Linked DNA regions of Sus scrofa: region 1 is linked to region 2. Evidence: chromatin contacts called from public HiChIP or PLAC-seq data. All regions are on one chromosome and are shown on one strand. Each heading gives the region's core, a stretch centred on a gene start, on an enhancer-like site or on the middle of the called end of the contact. The rest is flanking DNA. Distances are from core to core; before and after follow the strand shown.

The links. HiChIP or PLAC-seq counts read pairs in DNA pulled down with a chosen protein or histone mark.
Region 1: a contact with region 2 is called in an H3K27ac HiChIP or PLAC-seq map of alveolar macrophages. The contact joins two enhancer-like sites. A contact is called at or near these places in 1 of 47 Hi-C or Micro-C datasets (liver) and 1 of 2 datasets of contacts at active chromatin or transcription factors (alveolar macrophages).

Annotation. Positions count from the first base shown.
Region 1 is chr10:50,424,215-50,430,525 of Sscrofa11.1, reverse strand. The region is part of intron 3 of PRTFDC1 (phosphoribosyltransferase domain-containing protein 1); the gene reads right to left. Among named protein-coding and RNA genes, the nearest start is that of PRTFDC1, 62 kb to the right of the region's middle. Within about 2 kb of position 1,390, at least 5 of the 83 cell types and tissues checked have an H3K27ac peak or open chromatin away from gene starts, as enhancers often do. A contact at or near this core is called in alveolar macrophages, where this site is marked.
Region 2 is chr10:50,341,224-50,347,150 of Sscrofa11.1, reverse strand. The region is part of intron 4 of ENKUR (enkurin); the gene reads right to left. Among named protein-coding and RNA genes, the nearest start is that of PRTFDC1, 21 kb to the left of the region's middle. Within about 2 kb of position 1,415, at least 20 of the 83 cell types and tissues checked have an H3K27ac peak or open chromatin away from gene starts, as enhancers often do. A contact at or near this core is called in alveolar macrophages, where this site is marked.

The DNA of each region.
Region 1 (6,311 bases), core at 141-2,640, 83 kb before region 2:
TTGTGACTGGTATTCTACTCTACCCAGTTAGCTAAGAGTAACCCCCACCCAACACAACAAGGCTCTTTTCTTTATGACTAATAAAGTCATCTTGGGTCAGAAGGGACCATAATGATGAGAAGAAGCTATAGGCTGGTAGGAATAATGAAGGGTCATCAAGAAAAGGGAAAAAGGGAGGAGTTAAGAAGAAAATGGACCCTTACGTCAATGTAGTTATGAAAGACCCCAGGAAAGAGGAAACTGTTTAAAAACAGGTTCAATGACTTCACTTTATATGGACTCTGAAACCTTGAAACAGAATATCCTCTTGTTTTGAACCTCGGTATGGATTTGTTGTTTTGGTTTAAATTATTATTATTTTCTTTTTTTTTTTTAATGGCTGCATCCATGGCATATAGAAGTTTCTAGGCCAGGAATTCAATCTGAGTTGCAGCAACATTGGGTCCTTTAATCCACTATGCAGGGCTGGGGATCGAACCTGCACCTCTAGAGTCACTTGAGTCACTGCACTTGGATTCTTAACCCACTGCACCACAGCAGGAACACCTATGTTTTTAAATTATGCATCAGAAGGAAGAACAAGCTGAGCCCTTGACCCATCTCAATGATCCCAAAGGACTTCAGTAAAATCAGGTGTTTTCAAATGTGGATGACCACATCCTAGTGGTGACTATTTCTTAAAAGACTATTTTCTCCACACAATTTTTTCCCCCTAAATAACCCATTGAAAATTTATAATTATTAGTTTTTAAAAAAGTAACCAAATGGAAAGAGTGGAGAAATCTTAAACCAGCTCTCACAAATCCATTTTAAGATTGCCAGGGGTTGGGATGGTGAACAGGAAGGGCCAAGGGAGAGAACTGGTGGCAGATCCTGGGCTGGGGAAACGTCTAGAACACACACTGGTTTTTGGCATCAGACTGGGTCTGCTTTTGTTCCCACTCAACTGTACTCTGGGTCCAAAAGGTTCTGCTTCCTCCTGTGACTTCTCACCTTAAAATATTTCTGACATTGCCCATGCCTCCAAAATGAAGTCTCATTTTGCCATGGCAGTGGGCAAGGCTATCTTTAGAGCCAGGCAAGAGAGGTCTTGCACATCACAAATACTTAGCTGATTTTTTCGTTTTGGTCTTAAAAGGAAGTTTTGGGGAGTTATCCTTGTGGCTCAGCAGAAACAAATCCGACTAGTATCCGTGAGGATGCAGGTTTGATCCCTGGCCTCGCTCAGTGAGTTGGGGATCTGGCGTTGTCATGAGCTGTGGTGTAGGCCGGCAGCTGCATTTTCAGTTCTGCCCCTAGCCTGGGAACTTCCATGTGCCTCGGGTGTGACCCTAAAAATCTTTAAAAAAAAAAAGGAAGTTTTGGAGGAAGATTTTGAGAGAGTTTGAGCTAAGAGAAATTATGCAAGAGGGATATGTGTGCCGAACTGGGCTTTGCCCCCAGCCCCTCACAGGGCCACATTTGTGTGGGGAAGATACTAGTGGCCTTTCTTGGGAACCCAGACAAAAAGGGCTGGTGTATTTCCAAGCCGATTGCTCTAAATTACCCAAAGCAAGTGCCTTAGAGGCTGGACCCCGCAGATAACTGTGTTCCCTCCTGCCTCTCTGCTCAGGAGGGATGGTCTCAGAGGCATCTGAGTTAGAAAAGAGAGGCATGAAGACTCTAGCTGTCCAACTCCCTGGGGAGTTTAACCCGGCCAGTCCCACGCAGGGTTCAGGCAGGCTCAGTCACCACCTGGGAGCTGGTCCTGGCCCAGTTGGTGTCCTGCCCTGCCCAGCAGGCACATGGCTCTGCTCAGGCTTGCAGAGTGCAGGGATGAGCAGGGCTCCTGTAGCCTCCAGCTCCCCTAATCTGGCTAGAAACAGGAGCCTGGTCATGGACAAAACTGTAACGTTTCAAAACCTTAACTCTTTAGGCATATGGTATGTGAATCTGTTTGTTCCCTTGCCCTGGGGTCCATCCGTATTAGACTTTGAGAACCACGTGCTGGGTATTTATGAAGTGCAAGGCGCTAGGCCAGTCACATGACTTACATGAACCCTACCAAATTCCTAAGAGGTACGATCCAGCACTCGCACCCCTTGGTATTTATCCACGAAGCCAAACACTTATGTCCACACAAAAACTCACACCCAAATATTTATAGCAGTTTTGTTCACAAGTGCCAAAATCCTGGAGGCAACCAAGAGGTCCCTCGGTGCGTAAGTGGGTAAATAAACTGTGCAATGAAATATTATTCAGCACTAAAAAGAAATGAGCCGTCAAGCCATGAAAAGAAGCTTAAACGCACATTACTAAGTGAAAGAAGCCAATCTGACAAGGGTACATATTGTATGATTCCAACTTTCTGAAAATGGCAAAACCATGGAGAGAGTAAAGATTAATAGTTGCCAGGAGTTCAGGGGAGGGAGAGGAAGAGGCAGAGCACATTTTAAAGGTGATTTTTAGGGTCATGAAAATACTCTATGATACCATAATAATGGATACATATTATTATACCTTTGTCCAGACCCATAGAATGAACAAGACCAAGAGTGAACCCAGTGGGAGCTACAGCCTTTGTGGGATGGTGCCAAATCAGAGGAGCTTCACCAGCTGTAGCAGACGTACCACTCTGGTGGGGGATGTTGATAGTGGGGGGAGGAGGAGGGTGTGTGGGGACATCGGCTATACCAGAACTCTCTGGACTTGCACCTGGATGTTGCTGTGAACCTAAAACTGCTCTAAAAAAATTAAGTCCATGAAAAAAAAATCTCATGGGACAAGAGGTAACTTAATAAAGTTTAAATACCTTTGCTAAGTAACTTTGTCCAAAGTCCCATAGCCAGAAAGTGGTGGAATTAAAAGCAGAACCTTTTGTCCTATCCCCAGGCCTCCATCTAACCCATTTGTCCTACAGCTTCTCTCCTGGGTCTGATCAGAAGCTACCTTGCTGTGGGGCTTGCCCCTTCATTCCTTCTGCCCCCATGTGCACATGAACCACCTGTGTGAACTGTGATCCTGTCTGGGGCGGGGCTTGACAGCTCATTTCTAATGAGCACCCCCCGTGGGGCTGGGGTGGGTCCAGAGGGTCTGTGTCCCAGCCACGTCAAGCTGTTGGCGAGGTCCGGCACGAACTCTGTGGTTCTATCATTACTGTCTTACTGCTGCTCCCAGGATGTCTGTCACATCTCTGCTTGTCAAAAATCATAATCTCTCTTAGATAAACAAATTAAAGTCTGCTTTCACGATAAATCATCACCTGACCCTCACCCACCCCCACTAACAGCCAGAATTGATTTCTCTTTCAGATGTGCCTCCTTTGCCTTCAGCACCAATTCAGGTAGCGCGTGCTTCTTCCTTGCTATCCTGGCGCCTTCCTGCTCATGGGCTATGCATCTGTTCACTGCTGCTTGAGGAGAGGAGGAGAGGGGAGGGATTTTATAGTTTTCATCTTTTTTTTTTTTTTTTGGCTGCCCCTGCAGCATATGGAAGTTCTCGGGCCAGAGATTGAAAGCTCGCCACAGAAGCAACACCACCACATCCTTAACCTGCTGAGCCACAAGGGAACTCCTATATCTTTCATCTTTACAGGTTCCTTAAACTCCCTGATATTGGTCCTTTCATCGATAAAATGAGACAGTAACACTTTCCCATTTGGATTGTAGTGAGGTTTAAATTAATCTCACATGTAAAATGTTTCACCCATAGTAAACCTGGATAAATATCTATTGAGTTGGGGTTTCCTCTTTTATTATATGAATAAGGAAAGGAGGTGAAAAAGGAAGTGATTTATTGCCAGAGGCAGGCCTAGGACCAGGCATCTTAAGCTTTAGTGAAGTCCTTTTTCTGCTCTTTCAAGCACTACTTCATTTTATTTTGGGTGTGTGAGTAATTCCCATTTTTGTGACATTTATCAGTATTTACGGAAGAGACCCAGAATACTCTTTCCTTGTTCACATTTTTTTATACAAATTGCTGGCTAAAATTCAGATAGGGCTTACAAATAAAAGGCATCAATGTGTCCTTACATCTTGGTAAATGATAAAGGAGCATAACATATTTCATATACATCTATAATGTAATGGCATGCCTATGTAACTCAAAATAACCAATTTTTTTGTTTGTTTGTTTTTTTTAGGGCTGTACCCACAGCATATGGAGGTTCCCAGGCTGGGGGTCGAATCGGAACTGTAGTTGCTGGCCAACACCACAATCACAGCAACACAGGACCTGAGCCGCATTTGCAACCTACACAACAGCTCATGGCAATGCCAGATCCTTAACCTACTGAGTAAGGCCAGGATTGAACCTGCATCCTCATGGATGCTAGTCAGATTTGTTTCTGCTGAGTCACGTCAGGAACTCTTAAATTACCAAATTTTATTTTATTTTTTAAAAATTTATTTTTTTTCTCTCTCTCCTTTTTTAGGGCTGCACCTGCGGCATATGGAGGCTCCCAGGCTAGGGGTCCAATTGGAGCTATAGCTGCTGGTCTACACCACAGCGACAGCAATGCCAGATCCGAGCCACATCTATCTACACCACAGCTCATGGCAATGCCGGATCCTTAACCCACTGAGCGAGGCCAGGGATTGAACCTTTGTCCTCATGGATGCCAGTCAGGTTCATTAACCACTGAGTCACGATGGGAACTCCAAATAACCAAATTGTAAAGAGGCCAATGGTTGGAGTTCCCTTGTGGTGCAGTGGATTAAGGTTCTGGCGTTGTCCCTACAGCACCTCAGGTCATTGCTGTGGCAGGGGTTTGATCCCTCACCTGGGTTACTTCCACATGCTGCGGGTGAGGCAAAAAAAAAAAAAAAAGCCAATGGTTTCCCAATTAAATGTGATCATACAAGAGAAAATAAATGATTATGATCAACCAGAGTGATTGCCTTCACCGATTACTGGGACATATTGGCAAACCCACTTCTCATTTACTTCATCTACAAAACACAGATACTACCAACTGCCTTACTTGCTTCTCAGAGTTCATATAACGAGCAAAACATTGCCAGTATATGCAAACGTTATGAAAAAAAAAAAAAAACCAACTTTCTCTGTGCAAAAAATCATCACCAATGTCTTTGGGCATAATCCAGAGCGAAAGGGGAAAGGCAGCTGATGTGAAACATACAGAAAGTGGAAGACTGGGTTGGGCCATCTAGTGTTACTATTTTTTTTAGGTTTGTGGTCTCTGCTCCAACTGTTCCAGGTCTCTAGGTGAGATAGGAGTCATGTGTGAGAAGGTCAGAGAGTAGAAGGCTTTTAGAGTCACTGTCTCTTTTTCAGAATAAGAAAAGATGGCTTATTTGATGTAGGCATGTTGATTGGCAGTGCAGGCTTGCAAATTCCTTCCGTGTTAAGTCACGTCTTCAAAACTGGGTGGGGCGCTGAGTTATTAAATTTTTTCTTTTCCTCTGGAGGCAGGGCTTGGAAGTAGCTGAAGATGACATGTGAACTGAGTTGGGTGGTCTCGGGAAAGTTCTGTGTAAACAGCATTGCTCATCTAGAAGTAGCACAAAACACTGCACATCTGTCTGTCCGTGCGAAACAAACAGAATCTGGACTCCATTAATGTGCCTGAGGAATACATTATTCTCTAATAAATGTTTTTATAATCACAGTGGAGAGAAAGGTCCAGGACACCAAAGGAAATGAGACTCTGCTGTACCAATCTGGTGGCGGAAGCCTGGGAGAGGAGTGGGAGAAGGAAGCGGTCCACAGCTGTGTCTGATGCAAGAGAGGTTGTGCCTTCTTTAAGGATGGGGGCTGTAGAGGCTACTGGAGGGTACCTTATTCCAGACTGCCAACAAGGATGCCAGATCACCCTGGAAGGGAGGCTTCTGCTCTTAGCTTTGGCTGCATGATCCAAGAACTTCTCCTCAGTGAGACATTCAGCTGAGGCTCCAGACTCGACAATCTCTGTGCCCTGGATGTCACGATGGCCACGTGACCTGGGCTAATGAGCTCCAGCAACTATGGAACAGGGCACTGGGTTCTTGGTTTTGGCATCCAGATCTTGCTAATGCCTGTTCTTCTTTCCTTTTGCCTCATCGAATAGGAGCTGCCATTGGCGAATGAGCACCAAGTCCTTTGTTTTGTAAGGGGGGCAGAGAAGAAGCTGGATTGATTCAGAGGTGGTGGGGAAGAGAGAAGGGGAGGCTGGAGGGTGATGCGATCTCTGTTCCCTGGCAGGCTCCTTGGACTGAGTTTGAGCCCTGATGGGAGAGGACTGAACTGCTTTCATTATAGGCTGTAAGATTCTTGCAGCAGTGAGAGGTCTGAAGCACGGTAGGCTCAGAATTGTCGGGGCCCTTGTCTCTGTG
Region 2 (5,927 bases), core at 166-2,665:
AGTGGTACATAAAATGATACATTTTATTTATGATGACATCTTAGATTTAGTGAGATATGGGTATGTGAGAAGGATGAATAAGCAAAATATGATCTTAAGATCAACAGAAACATTCAACATGTGAGATGGAAGGGGGGTAAAAAACGTCATACTACATAAAACCCCATAAAAATATTGGTTAGCAAATATAATAATTTTGGAATTATTTTTCTCTGAAACATTTGAGTAAACTATTTTGAACATGTGAATTCTAATGTGACTTTTAAAAGAACGTCCCAATTTAAAATTGTTCTTTAAAAAAATCTATCTCAAGAAAATTAGCTTATGTGTATTTAAAGGGATCGTAATAATAAAATATCTAGAAGTTCCTATTGTGATGCAGTGAGTTAAGGATATGGCACTGCCATACTGCAGCTTGGATTTGATCCCTGGCCTGGGAACTTCCATATGTTGCGGGTGTGGCCAAAAAAAATAAAATATCAATCTGAACCATCACTATAATTAAGTGCCATTTACACGAAAAATATCTGAGTCCTAAAAAATACCCAAAGCATCAAATGATGAATCAATGCCAGATAATCACTTAAAATAAACTTACGTGATAATATTAGAAACACAGGGCTAAATGATGTTAGAGTAACACATTTTTTACAAAGAGGACTATTCTCTTTAAGGCCCTTGGCTTACATTTTTACTTTTTGAAAAATTTGCATTTTATCTAATTTTTTTTTTGTAAGTATAAGGGTCAACTGTCATCAACTTGTTTGGCTAATACCAAAATAACTAAAATTTTGAAGACTTGGAATCTTGGCACATTCTTATTTTTTAAATTATAAAATCCACTTAGAAGAAACAGAGTCTTTAAACTTTACTACTTGTATTTTAAATCCCCAAAGGGTGTGTCAAAGTGTTTTTTGAAAAGCTTTGGGTGCATTACAAAAGAACTACAGCAGTTTAATGATACAGCAAGAGAGTGATCCAAAGTCTAAGATAATGTTCTACTTTGAAGCCTAACTCACCATTGTTTTTACCACCCATACCCTATAAGGCCTTCGTGTTAGTGCTGGACACCATCTTACTGCGTGGGTGGCAGCTGCCTGTCATCTCAGTAATTTTGAAGAAAAGCCAGGGAATTTGTTTTAAAGTGTTTGTCCAGATGAAACCACATGTGGCCTCCAGGGTGCTCTGGGCCTGAAGCCTAGTCTGCTGGCTGTGTAGAACCATAGAGCTTACCCAGGAGAAAGTTTGACTGTCTCCTCAAAGCCAATAAAGATAAAAGGAACCTCTATGAGTCCAAAACAGTGCAGCTCACACATGTGGGAATTGCATAAGATTAAGGTTTGCCCTCTGTGTCGTCCTCAGAAAGGCTAGGAGAAGTAGAGAGGGAAGCAGTGAGCTGCTGGGTCCCTCTGTTGTGTTGTTTTCCTTGCTTAAAAGAAACTTTGAACCTTATTGGTGACTAGGGGACCTTGAGCACGTAATAGCAAACTGGTTATTATGTCCACTTAGGTGATGCAAGAGCCACATCACTGGAAGGAGATCCTATGAAAGGTAAGGCCTGGCAGGTGTCTGAGCCAGGCAAAGGTCCAGTTCCTTTTAATAGTCATCAACAGGGTGACAAAGGTTTGATAGGGAAGGTTCCTGGACAGGCTGGGAAGCTGTTGACCCTTGTTACTCTATGGCAAAACATTTGGTAAAATTGTCTCTTGTATTGCCACAGAAGGAAAACCACATGACTTAGCTACAGTCTGAAGGGGAACTGTTTGTAAAAACTTAGAATATTGTGGGGGGAGGGGAGTTGACTGTTCCTTGTTGCTTTTAACAAGATACTAAGAAAGAGAAGAATTTAGGCTTAGGTCCGGGAGTATAGTTTGTGCAGAAAGATGGGAGTGAATGGAGTAAAAAGGTTATTTGAACATGGCCTGCAGTCTACAGTTTATAAGTGTATAGGCTTCCACTGTTTCTCTAAGAAAGAGAAAAACACAAGACACAGGAATCGGTGGACTTGACACAGACTCCACCACTAGGAAGATGAAAGGAAATCTCAGACAGTGAATCTAGTTTGGGAATTCAACACGGCGAGGCTGAGGTCAGGGCAACGTCCCATATCCCTGGCCTCTCTTCCATCCAAGAGGAACACACAGGCAGAGTGAAAGTCAATAAAACCACTGCTTTCTTGATGGAACCTACAATACTGGCGCTGTGGGGCTGGTAATGAATGATGGGACAATAGAAAAGCTATTCCTTACCTGAGTGCTTACACTGACTATATGACACCTCTCTTGGCAAGAGTCTTCTGAGCCTCCCAGACATGAGAGAAGAAAACCACATATCTGTCAGATTGGAGTGATTCTCCCACAGACACATGTATCATTATTTCCATCTTACACACATATGCATAGAGTATTACTTGGAAAGATATATAAGAGGCTGGTTACAGTGGTTGCTTCTGGGAAGGGGGATTCAGTAGCTCTAGGAAAGGGGGTGTGAGGAAGACTTCTCCCTATTCACCTTTAGGCAGTTAGGAATTTCGAATTTCAGACCATGTCTATAAATTATCTATTCACACACACACAGCAAAATAAAAAATAGTTTCTAATAAAATTACAAGTGCACATACCTTCTGACCTAGTTATTTCATTCCTGGCAATGATTTTCTACTAATACAGCCAAATGTGCAAAATGATGTATGTTCAAGGTCACTTACTGCAGCATTGCTTTTAATGGCAAATATTGAAAACAAATTAAATCACTTCAATGCTTACAAATAGGGTGCTGGTAAATTATATTATATATACCCATACAATTTCACACCAAACATCCACAAATAGGAATGAAGAACACTGTGTATTGATAAAAAATGAGCTTATTGACTGAAAAAGGCAATTGTTATTGTGTGCTCTTTAGTTTTTAAAAAGTGAAATATATTTGTATACATAATATATATAATTAGGTGTATTTTGTGTGATATATATATATCCATCCATATATATCACATACGTATACATGTGTATCTCATATACATACACACACGTATAGGTATATATCCATTCATAATGAGACACCAAGGTGATCACATTCATGCTGTTGAATTTTGAGATTTATCACTCTACCCCAGGTCTCTTTTCTGACTCAAATATCTGTCTGAATTTCCCACTAGATGTCACAAAATTATTAAATACACGGCAAAAGTTATACTCTTGATCTCTTCACTGTAACTTCCTCCAATCTGCTCCTCCTTCATATTTTTCCAACTCAGACAGTGGCGCCTTCATTGCCCAGGTGATCTACTGCCCAGAAATGTGGTTGTCATCCCGAAACCTCTCTCTTCTTCCCCTCTCAATCCATCACCAAGTTACATTTTCACTTCTTAAATATTCCTGGAGGCCAACAGCTACTCTGTCTTCACTACCACGGTCTTGGTCTATGCCACCCTCTTCTTTACCTAGAGAACTATGATCATCTAATCTCCCCACACTCATTCATTCTTCCACTTCAATTCATGTAGCAAGTGATCATTAAAAATACTTTTTGGGAGTTCCCGCTGTGGCCCAGTGGAAATGAATCCAACTAGTATCCATGAGGATGTGGGTTTGATCTCTGGCCTTGCTCAGTGGATTAAGGATTCAACGTTGCTATGAGCTGTGGTGTAGGTTGCAGATGTGGCTCGGATCCCACCTTGCTGTGGCTGTGGTGTAGGCCAGTGGCTGTAGCTATGCTTCGACCCCTAGTCTAGGAACTTCTGTGTGCCACAGGTGCATCTCTAAAACAAGGCAAAGAAAAACCCAAACTTTTTGCATCATGCCATTTCTCTGCCTAAAACACACCAATGGATCCTGTTTCCCCCTTCAACTTCACTTTGTACCTTTCTCCTTCTCTAAGTAAACTCCAGCCTTCCTCCTATGGGTTGAGGGGTTCCTGCCCCATATCCTTTGCACTTTTTATTCTCTCTGCTTGGGTTTTTTTTCTTGCCATAATTTTTCTCTTTCCTGTCTCTCCCAACTTCTACTCATTTAGTCTATTTTAAAATCGGATCCTCAGAAATGCATCCCCTTAACTATAAAATCTGATTTAGGACCCCCTTGATATACCTTGGCTAAATGTCTCCTAATTTTTACATTTAAATCACTAATTTCAATTTCTAATTTTAAATGCATTTGTGGAGTTTCCGTCATGGCTCAGAAGAAATGAATTCGACTAGGAACCATGAGATCGCAGGTTTGATCCCTGGCCTGCTCAGTGGGTTAAGGATCCAGCCTTGCTGTGAGCTGTGGTGTAGGTTGCAGATGTGGCTTGGATCTGGCATTGCTGTGGCTGCGGTGTAGGCCAGTGGCTATAGCTCCCATGAGACGACTAGCCTGCGAACCTCCATATGCCACGAGTGTGCCCTAAAAAGAAAAAAAAAATGCATTTGTGTGATTATTGTTGTCTTCCAACAGTTATTTTGTTCATTCTTCTGCCCAGCAACCACAACAGTTCCTAGCATGTAGCATACAATGAGTATTTATTGAATGACAATGAATGAACTATGTTAGCTGAAGGGATTTTCATAATCTAATTAAATTACTTTTAACTCAGTTGTAGCCAAGATACCCTTTTGACTATGATTTTTCCTCCCACATAACTTGATAACTCGGAGATAAAGCACTGATCATTCAAGAGATATCTCTTATGTTCACAACACCTTTTCATTATAAAAACAAGAAAAAACAACCCCAAACTAGGAATAGAAGGAACTTCTCTCAATAAAACGCATACATTAAAAACCCAAGGTGGAGTTCCTGTTGTGGCTCAGAGGTAATGAACCCGACTAGTATCCATGGGAACATGGGTTTGACCCATGGCCTCACTCAGTGAGGATATGGCATTGTCATGAGCTGTGGTGTAGGTTGCAGATGTGGCTTGGATCCCGTGTTGCTGTGGCTGTGACTGGCAGCTACAGCTCCAATTGGACCCCTAGCCTGGGAAGGTCCATGAGCTGCAGGTAAGGCCCTAAAAAGCAAAAACAAAACAAAACAAAACAAAACCCAAAACCAAAAAAAACCTACAGTGAACATCATAGGGATGAAAACTGAAAGCTTTTCCCACAAGATCAGGAACACAGCAGGGATGCTTGCTTTCACCACTTCTCTTCGACACAGTATTGGAATTTCTCCCCAGAGCAATTAAGCAAGAAAAAGATATAAATAAAGGCATCTAAATTGGAAAGAAAAAAGTAAAATTACCTGGAGATTATTTGATATTCCATGTAGAACACTCTAAAAATTTCATACACCAAAAAACTGCTAGAATTAATAACAGAACTCAGCAAAGTAGCAAGATGGAAGGCCAACATATGAAAATCAGTTGTATTTCTAAAACCTAACAATGACCAATCTTAAAAGAAAATGACAAAAACAATTCCACTCACAATAGCATTACATATACTTAACTCTCCTTAACTAAGGAGGTGAAAGACTTGTATAATGAAAATTACAAAATACTGCTGAAAGAAATTAAACATGACAAAGATAGGAGTTCCCATTGTGGCATAGCAGAAATGAATCCTACTAGGAACAATCAGATTGTGAGTTCGATCCCTGGCCTTACTCAGTGGGTTGAGGATCTGGCATTGCCATGAGCTGTGGTGTAGGTTTCAGACTTGGCTCAGATCTGATGTTGCTGTGGCTGTGGCGTAGGCCAGTGGCTGTAGCTCCGACTGGACCTCTAGCCTGGGAACCTCCATATGCTGCGTGAATGGCCCTAAAAATCAAAATAAATAAATAAAATAAAAAAGACAAAAATATATGGAAATACATCCCATGTTCATGGACCAAAAGACAATATAGTCAAAATGTCAACATTACTCAAACCAATCTCTCGACTCAATACAATAACTATCAAAATCCTGACTTTTTTTTTTTTTTTTTGCAGAAAAAGAACCTATC